2 separate regions of the Mus musculus genome follow, and region 2 is linked to region 1. The links are chromatin contacts, called in public Hi-C maps. All regions are on one chromosome and are shown on one strand. The core of a region is the stretch at or near the end of the contact, and the rest is flanking DNA. Distances in the headings are between cores, read along the strand shown. Region 1 overlaps Rin2 (Ras and Rab interactor 2). Region 2 overlaps BC039771 (cDNA sequence BC039771).

Region 1 (4,365 bases), core at 381-2,880:
AAAGTCTCTGACTCAGGAGTCAGAGACAGGAGGACCACAGCAAGTTTATGGCCAGTTTTAGGGTACATGGTGAAACTTGTCTTAAACATCAAATGACATCAACAAAATGTAAAATGAAGAGTACTGATACCCTTCGGATCTCTGAGTGAGTTCCTGGTGGGTGTGTGTGTGTGTGGGGGGTACAGGTGGGAGTGAGGAGTGGTGGGTAGCCGTGCGTGTGCAGTGCATGCTGGGTATCGAACACAGGACCAAGAGTATGTTACACAAGCCCTGTATTATCAAGCTACACTCCTAACTCCAAATATGCTTCCCTCTTTTTGTTTTGTTTTGTTTTGTTCTTTTAAACTCCCTATGGTTCCTTCCCCAACAGAGTCAATATTCATGTGGAAGTCTGGGCCAGCTGCTACCCACTCATTGATGCTAAAACACAGACCCTTTTCAGTATGGAACATGTTTCCTGAAACAAATGCCAGTTCTTCCCTCCCTCTCCTTTCCCGCCATCTGCTTGTGATTCGGCACTGTAATGTGACTTGTGGAGAAGGTCATCTTCCCCACACGACTAAGGATCACCAAATGGCAAACAACATTTGGGTCTCAAATTTACCCATACTCGAATGGTCTGAAAACAGAGAGTCGCCATTTTGTTCTCAGACACTTCTGGGCAATTACACCACGTGTCCCACATAGACAGATCCCCACCTGTGTGAGTCTTCCCAGACACCTGAGGGTAGAGCCAGGCTCCTAAACACCACAGGCCCCTTTTATTTCATGTTTCTTCCAGAAGAGGAAGGTCAGAGCTGCTAGGGCAGTGAGGCTGCCTTTGTGAATGGAAGCAGTCAGGCCCAGCTTCCTTCCTTTAGTTTGCATTTGCTTGTAGATTTAAAGTAACTTCCACATGATACAAACAACCTTAACAATTTCCATTTCTTTCTTTTTTTTCTGTGTCCCTAAGGGGGTCATAGTTGGCAGTCTGTCCAACATCAAAAACAAAATTCCTTCCTCTGGCTGCCATTCAAGATATTTTTAGGTCTGGAAGTGCACCCTCCTCTCCCTCCGTCCAGCATGTATATTTTTACTCTGCTCTTACCCTATCCAAACTCCACCAGGGCCTGTTTCCTGACAAACTGAGAAGTGAGAAATGCCTGCGTGGGGGGAAAACTGAAGACACATGTGTTGAAACTCTGCCAGGGAAGCATTGCCCAATGACAAACCAGGGCAAGTCTTGTGATGTTTTCTTCTGCTCATTCTAGCTTTTCTGACTCTGCTCTCACGGGGCCTGCTCGAACTGCCTAATTTGGATGTCGTGACCCGCTTTTAATCTAAGAGGAGTACCTCAGCCTAAGGACAGCCTCATCGTCTAAATTTGCAGAGTTGGGAGGGCAACTGGACAGATGTCGCGAGCAGTGTCTCTTCGCTCCAAACATTGAAAGCAAGCTCAGTCAGCCTTCCTTCTGGTCTCTGAAGTAGCTATCTTATGGATATCCCAGAAACCCTCTGAACTTCCCTTCTCCCTATCCACAGGGATGCAATGGGCACTTAGCAGTCGCATGGCTGCAATCCCCAGAACACCCAGCAGAGGATCAGGCCTGCGATGCTAGCAGATTTTGCAATCCTAACTCTCAGCCAGGATACAGCAGAGGTTGCCTAAGGACAGGGAGGAGTTGTCTGCAGGACCCTGCCTGGCTCTGAGTTCAGATCAGTTGTGATTTGCTCTGGAGCCATCTAAGCCAAGTACTGGGCTGGATAATCGTGCAAATACTTGTGGGCCATGGACCAACTGTTCTCTTCGCTTTTTGATTTCTGTTCCATTGGTCCATAAGCTTTGGAGCAGTGTCCTATTTGCTCTTCAAAACTACCAGATCAACGTGGAGTTCATGGTTGTGTACTGTGTGCATGCGTACACATGTGTGTTTGCGCCCCTGGATGTTTGAAACAGGGTCTCACTATGTAGCACAGCTTGCCTGCAACTCACAGAGATCCATGTGCCTCTGCCTCCTGGGTGCTATGGTAAAAGGCAGAGGCCACCAAGCCCCAGCCACTGTCATGTACACTTGCACAGCATCTTTGGGTACATGATTATATTCTGACTCAAACAAATAGCTGCCACCACCACCACCAACAACAAAAAAGACAACTGAAGAATATTGCAAAAATTATTTTACATAGGATTATTGTACAGTATTACAATGTATTATGTGCAAAATTCCATTGAAAATCATTTACAAAAGGAAGCACAACCCAGCATGTGCCAAGGGAGGGTTCTGGGACAACAAAAGCCTTGTACAGGGTACGAGGTCCTCCAGATCAGATGCCTGAACATCCTTACACAGGATAGTAACATGGCTTTCTGCTTTTGTTTTGCAATGATCTGTATTACACTGATGTATGACCCTTCTGGAATACGTGTGTCCATAAACTCATCTTATACAACATAAGTCTAACTTCACCATACATCCATGTTTTCTGCTTGTTTTGCTCATTATTTGTCACACTGAGGATGGAACCCAGCATGCTAGTGTGTGAATGTTAGCTCTACCATGCCCCAACCAAATACAGAAGGTTTGTTTTTTGTTTTGTTTTGTTTTTGGTTTGGTTTTGGTTTTAGTGCATTCTCTCCCCATCAACATCTCATTGAACTCAACTAAACTCGTATTATACATGACTTGGTTTCTGCCTCCAAATAAATGGATGTCCTTAGTGTCGGCTTACAAAATGGGTCAGAGGGATCGTTATCCTTGATTTACTTTTCCCCAAAGCAGATAGCATATGGAACAGATCTTTGTCAAAGCTCACCGCAGCACATATTTTACAGTACTGACTCCTTTTCCAACGTCTTGCGAAGAGCCTGAACCTGCAGACTACATTCCTCAGTCCCCCCCTTAGAGTCTGTGTTTCTCTCTCTACCTCTCTCTACATTCATTTCTCTTCTAATTCTCAGCCTCGATTGCTTAAAAACATAAACAGACACCAGCACTAAAAGTGAACAATGTAACAATACACCGCTAAAAGTGAACAATGTAACAACAATGTAACAACAGTACACCCGATTTTTCAAAGGCAGCCTGTGGCCAGCGTCAGGGATTTCTTTAAGACAACCAGAAGTCTCTCCCCACAAATTTGCCGAAAATATCCAGTTATAGAAGAGAGATTATCTATGAGGCGTCTAAAATGCAGTACTCTCAAATCCAGCAAGAGATTTATCTTCAAATATTAAATGTTAAATCACATGCATACTTATAGAATATTTTAAAAGTTACAAAAATATTTTAAAAACCAATCCTGACAGTTTACCTGCAACTGCTATAAAATTTTCTATGAAATATATAAAAACACAAAGGCTCTTTGTAAAAAAAAAAAAGTATAGGATGAAGGATGGACAAAAGAAGGGCAAGAGGGAAGGATGGAGCCATCCACAAAGCTGAGAGGGACCTGACGAACTGCATCGGACAGTCTTGTCAACAGCTGCTATCGAATCCAAGAGAAGAGTTTGTACCTTAAGTGTTTCCTCAGCACATATACAGATGTGTAAGCCAACCCTGAAGCTGGCTAAGGTTAACTAGTTAACTAACCAGTGATCTCAGGACACCTGAACCATTAAATGCAATTTACCATTTCTGGATGAGAGTCTTACTATTTCCCAAATCTCAGCTACCTCATCTGGGCAATGTATCTAAAGGATGCCCTTGGCCAAATCAGCCTATGGATGGCTTAGTCACTGAACTGAGGGATGCTTGAGGAGGTGGCTGTCTTCTAAGCTCAAACCCAAGGCAGCCAGAAAGCTAGACTCTCAGCTCCCTTTTTGGATGTATCAATGGGAAGTCCCAAGTGTCCCCTATGAGGGAGTGAGGTCTTCTCCATTCTGGAAAATCACCCCGTAAGGATCACTCTTGATTCGTTTGTAGACAAAGTGGAAGATGTGGGGCTGAGGCCGGCTGTGCAGTTCGGCCTTGATCTTCTGAGGATAAGTGTCCTCTGCCAGTTGTTGCCATGTCTCATCAACAAAGAGAAACAGGCTGTACTCTTCAGGGTCCTCCACCTTAAATTTCTCAGCACAGAGCTGACACACATCCTCTGTGGTGATGTACGGTCTCACAAGGAGGGTCTTCCCAGTGCATCCGCTGTTGACCTCTTGGAAGGCAACTCGGAGGTAATTCTGCAAGGGGAAAACAGAGATGTCAGGAGCTAGCGCAGAAAAGAAAACAGACGCTGTTCAGAGGTAAGTGCAAGGCCAAACTGGAGAGCCACTCAAGGCTCGGGCTTGTCCAGATGTTTAGTCAGACCACACAGCTCTTGCCAGGAAAGATTCTGATCTGTACTTGGACAGTGGCAGAGACCATGGCGGGGACTGAACTGCCACGTGTTAAC
Region 2 (3,842 bases), core at 1,331-3,830, 160 kb after region 1:
TTAATTTTCCCTCTGAAATTTCACAAACCAAACCTCCATCTTCTGCAGTGTTCTCAACATTATCTTCCAAGCTCCTACACAACATCCGACAGAGCTCTTAACAACGGATGGATCTTCAAGCCCAAAGTTCCAAAGTCCTTCCACAGTCCTCCCCAAAACATGGTCAGGTTGTCACAGGAATACCCCACTCTGCTGGTACCAATTTGTCTTAGTCAGGGTTTCTATTCCTGCACAAACATCATGACCAAGAAGCAAGTTGGGGAGGACGGGGTTTATTCGGCTTACACTTCCATACTGCTGTTCATCACCAAGGAAGTCAGGACTGGAACTCAAGCAGGTCAGGAAGCAGGAGCTGATGCAGAGGCCATGGAGGGATGTTCTTTACTGGCTTGCCTCTCCTGGCTTGCTCAGCCTGCTCTCTTATAGAACCCAAGACTACCAGCCCAGAGATGGTCCCACCCACAAGGGGCTTTTCCCCCTTGATCACTAATTGAGAAAATGCCTTACAGTTGGATCTCATGGAGGCATTTCCTCAACTGAAGGTCCTTTCTCTGTGATAACTCCAGCTGTGTCAAGTTGACACAAAACTAACCAGTACACCCCACCCCCCACAATGGTGTTAGTGCCCTCGGTTCCCTGAGTGCTTGCTCACATTCTCTACCACTTGAGGATGTAGGGAGAAGGAAGCCAGCAACAAGTCAGGAAGCCCACGGCAAGCCAGGAAGCAGCCCTCACCAGAACCCAACCACGTGGGCACGCTGATCTCAGCCCTCCCTGGCTTTCAGAACTAAATGTAGTATATTTCTGTTGCAAAAGCTATTATCTTGGTAGTATTTTGTTATGGCCATGCTACCTGACTAAAACACATTCTAGTCTTTATTCACCTAGAAATAAATCTTACTAGGTGTTAGGAACATGGATATGTATGAATGCTCAAATGTGTTCGTATGTGAGGTACATGTGCACACACATTTTTTACATAGAGAAATCACTGCGCAGACTGTCTACTGGTGTATTCATCAGATATATCTACCTTGTCTCTTTCATAAGTGTAAAATATTACTTCAAAGACAGATAGATATACCACAATACCTCAACTAACTAAAAAAAATTTGTTTTTAGTTTTTTTGTGTGTATTTTAAACCATGTCACAACCTCTTTTAAACTATGAGCATTAACAATTATTAAATCTTTATAGGTCTGACAGGTAACATAACACTTCACTACTACTGAAATTCACAGCAATCAGGATTTGAATGCCAATGTGTGCTTTTAGCTCTTGACTGAAGCTCAGACTCTACATCCAATCCATGAGAACTTGATCCTCAGCCTTGGCCCTCCACAGTACCTGACCCCAAACAAGCTACTGACCATGGAGTGATTTTAATTTTGAAAATATAAAGGTAATTTTCCAGTATCTTTCAGCTTCCATTTTGCCAGGCTTGGTGGTAAGGGCCTTTACAGACCGAGCCTTCTCTCTGTCTCTTGATCCAGCTTTGTATGCTTGTGACTCAGCTTAGGGTCAGTGACATCCACCCCTTTCCAGGAGGCACTGTTTGCTACCAGTGTTTCTATCCCTAAGTTTCCATGTTGGGAAGCTTACAGGAAACCTGAGGTAAAAATTCAGTCTTGGGCTGGAGAGATGGTTCAGCGGTTAAGAGCACTGACTCCTCTTCCAAAGGTCCTGAGTTCAAATCCCAGCAACCATCCGTAATGAGATCTGACGCCTTCTTCTGCTGTGTCTCAAGACAGCTACAGTGTACTTACATATAATAATAAATCAATCTTTGGGCCGAAGCGAGCAGAGGTCCTGAGTTCAATTTCCCGCAACCACATGATAGCTTACAACCATCTGCACAGCTACGGTGTACTCAGATACATAATACAAATAAATAAATCTTTTTTAAAAACTCAGTCTTAACACTACCTAAAGCTGAAAGCAAAACTGACCTTCTGACACGTGTCCAGCCTGTAACTACTTTACATGTTTGTCCCCATTCTTAAACTACTTTGTCTCATGAACCTGAAAGGTTTGTTTTACAATAAGTAAGAAAAGGGCCTCATGTAGAGGTGGGGTCCCATCTACCTTTGGGGCTGATAATCTCGAGCTTTCTATGGACAAGATGACACGGAGTGGAAACTACTGAAAATACCTGAGCGTAACTAAGGTACCACTTTCAGAATGACTTGGTACGTCTCGTCTAAGGAGGGACAGAAAAAAAAAAAAAAAAAAAAAAAAAAAAACTCTTGCCTCGAATTTCTCTGAAATTAGACTCAAGTAAGTTCAAATGTGTTTGGGGTATATGAATCCGTTCCAAGTTTTTCAAAGCTGCATCTATATGGTAAAATTCAAGTCACTCACAAACATGTACCATGAACCCGTGGGGATGGTGATGCTCAACTCTTATAACTGCACCTTGTGAGTAGAAGTGAGTCCACCAATGAGACAGCTTTGTCTTTTCTCAATATGAGATTTATCTGTACATTATAAATAAAGAGGAACCCATGCACTGCTACAAAGCAGACACATCCTCAAGACTGGGCCTTTTGTCACTTCCCCAAAGCAGGATGTGGCGGCCACCTTTATCCCACTCCCTCAGGGTAGCTATTCAGCTGGTGCTGGCCAATGGCACACAAGGTGGCTTGCTCAGTCATGACAAATCAGCTTCCCAGAGGGCTGTGGGGGCAATTTAGTGATCCTGAGGAAGTGAATGGTTCTGAATCATGGAGCCGAGGGTAGAAGAAAAAAAAACAAAACAAAAAACAAAAACGAACCATGATTCACATTATCCAAAAGAAAAGGTTAAGGAGCAGGGGTTTGGGGACTACAGATTGAAACCACATAAACACACTTCAGTATCAGCAAATACCACACCGAGAATGTCGGGGTGGCTTCCGCTTTTATGGCGTGTAAAGGAGCAGCAGAAAAGTGACTTTCCAAAACAAAGAAACGCAATGATGACAAAGTAAACCAGCATCGTCCCAGTGCAACTGCACAAAACAACTGAACTCTTGTCAGCAAACTCAGGAGTGGTGAGAAGCAAAGGGGAGCAATGTAATAGTTTTTGATACTCTTCAACATTCCTTTATATGCCTTCTTTGATTTCTTTTGCATACCACCAAACTTTGAAACTTTGACTTTTTGCTTTATATTCCTTTTATCTTTACATATAAAAGCTTCTGCTGTATTGTCTTTTCTCTAGCATAATTTAATTCTCAAAATGAATTACTTAATAGCTTTAGATAAGAGGATAAGATTAAATCCATTCAAATGAAATAAAAAAAAAAACCAAAACAAACAAATCTGATTATCTCACAAGCAATCTTCAAAGTTACTGGAATCCATCACTATGGAACCTTCTGGAAGCAAACACAAAGCCATGAAGCTCAGACTCGATGTATGAGCTTATTACAACCACGCAGAAACAAATGTTGAGCCTCTTTGTGAGTAGAAAAACAAGACATAGCCAAATTTCATAAAATTAATTCATAGTATTGAATTAATGTTTGGAGGGGATCTAGTTTATTTTGGCCCTATAGATGAGCATGTAGACTTTAAAAATCAGGGGCTGAATGACTTTAACAATGTGGGTGGGGAGGGGGAGCAGCCTTGGGTAGAATGTTACATGACTGCAGCAGTTGCTGTGAACAGTCACCATGAGTCAGGATCAGGAAGCATCGGGCTGGTGGAGGCACCGAGGAAGAGAAAAAAAGAGGGCAGAGGAGGTGTACAGCACGGTCACCTATCCACGTACCACTCACAAACCTAAATGCTCAAGAGAGTCGAGCCTGCAGCAGACAGCCTGGGTATAGATAGCGTCAGAGTGGCTGGCTTTGGGTGA

Evidence for each region. A called contact is a pair of places that touch in the nucleus more often than the background predicts.
Region 2: a Hi-C map of bone marrow-derived macrophages shows a contact between it and region 1, with 39 read pairs. The contact joins two enhancer-like sites. A contact is called at or near these places in 3 of 484 Hi-C or Micro-C datasets (bone marrow-derived macrophages, conventional type 1 dendritic cells and nephron progenitors), 3 of 115 datasets of contacts at active chromatin or transcription factors (bone marrow-derived dendritic cells, embryonic stem cells and microglia) and 2 of 9 other capture datasets (bone marrow-derived macrophages and embryonic stem cells).

What each region holds. Positions count from the first base shown.
Region 1 is chr2:145,885,391-145,889,755 of GRCm38.p6, reverse strand. Rin2 (Ras and Rab interactor 2) reads right to left here. Exons shown (of 13, transcript NM_028724.4): 13 at 2,140-4,153. The coding sequence ends at 3,833. All of the region lies in intron 2 of Gm39954 (a long non-coding RNA gene), which reads left to right. Among named protein-coding and RNA genes, the nearest start is that of Gm39954, 6.6 kb to the left of the region's middle. Within about 2 kb of position 1,630, at least 190 of the 459 cell types and tissues checked have an H3K27ac peak or open chromatin away from gene starts, as enhancers often do. A contact at or near this core is called in bone marrow-derived dendritic cells and bone marrow-derived macrophages, where this site is marked.
Region 2 is chr2:145,729,434-145,733,275 of GRCm38.p6, reverse strand. The region is part of intron 2 of BC039771 (cDNA sequence BC039771); the gene reads right to left. Among named protein-coding and RNA genes, the nearest start is that of Gm34513, 7.5 kb to the right of the region's middle. Within about 2 kb of position 2,580, at least 39 of the 459 cell types and tissues checked have an H3K27ac peak or open chromatin away from gene starts, as enhancers often do. A contact at or near this core is called in bone marrow-derived dendritic cells and bone marrow-derived macrophages, where this site is marked.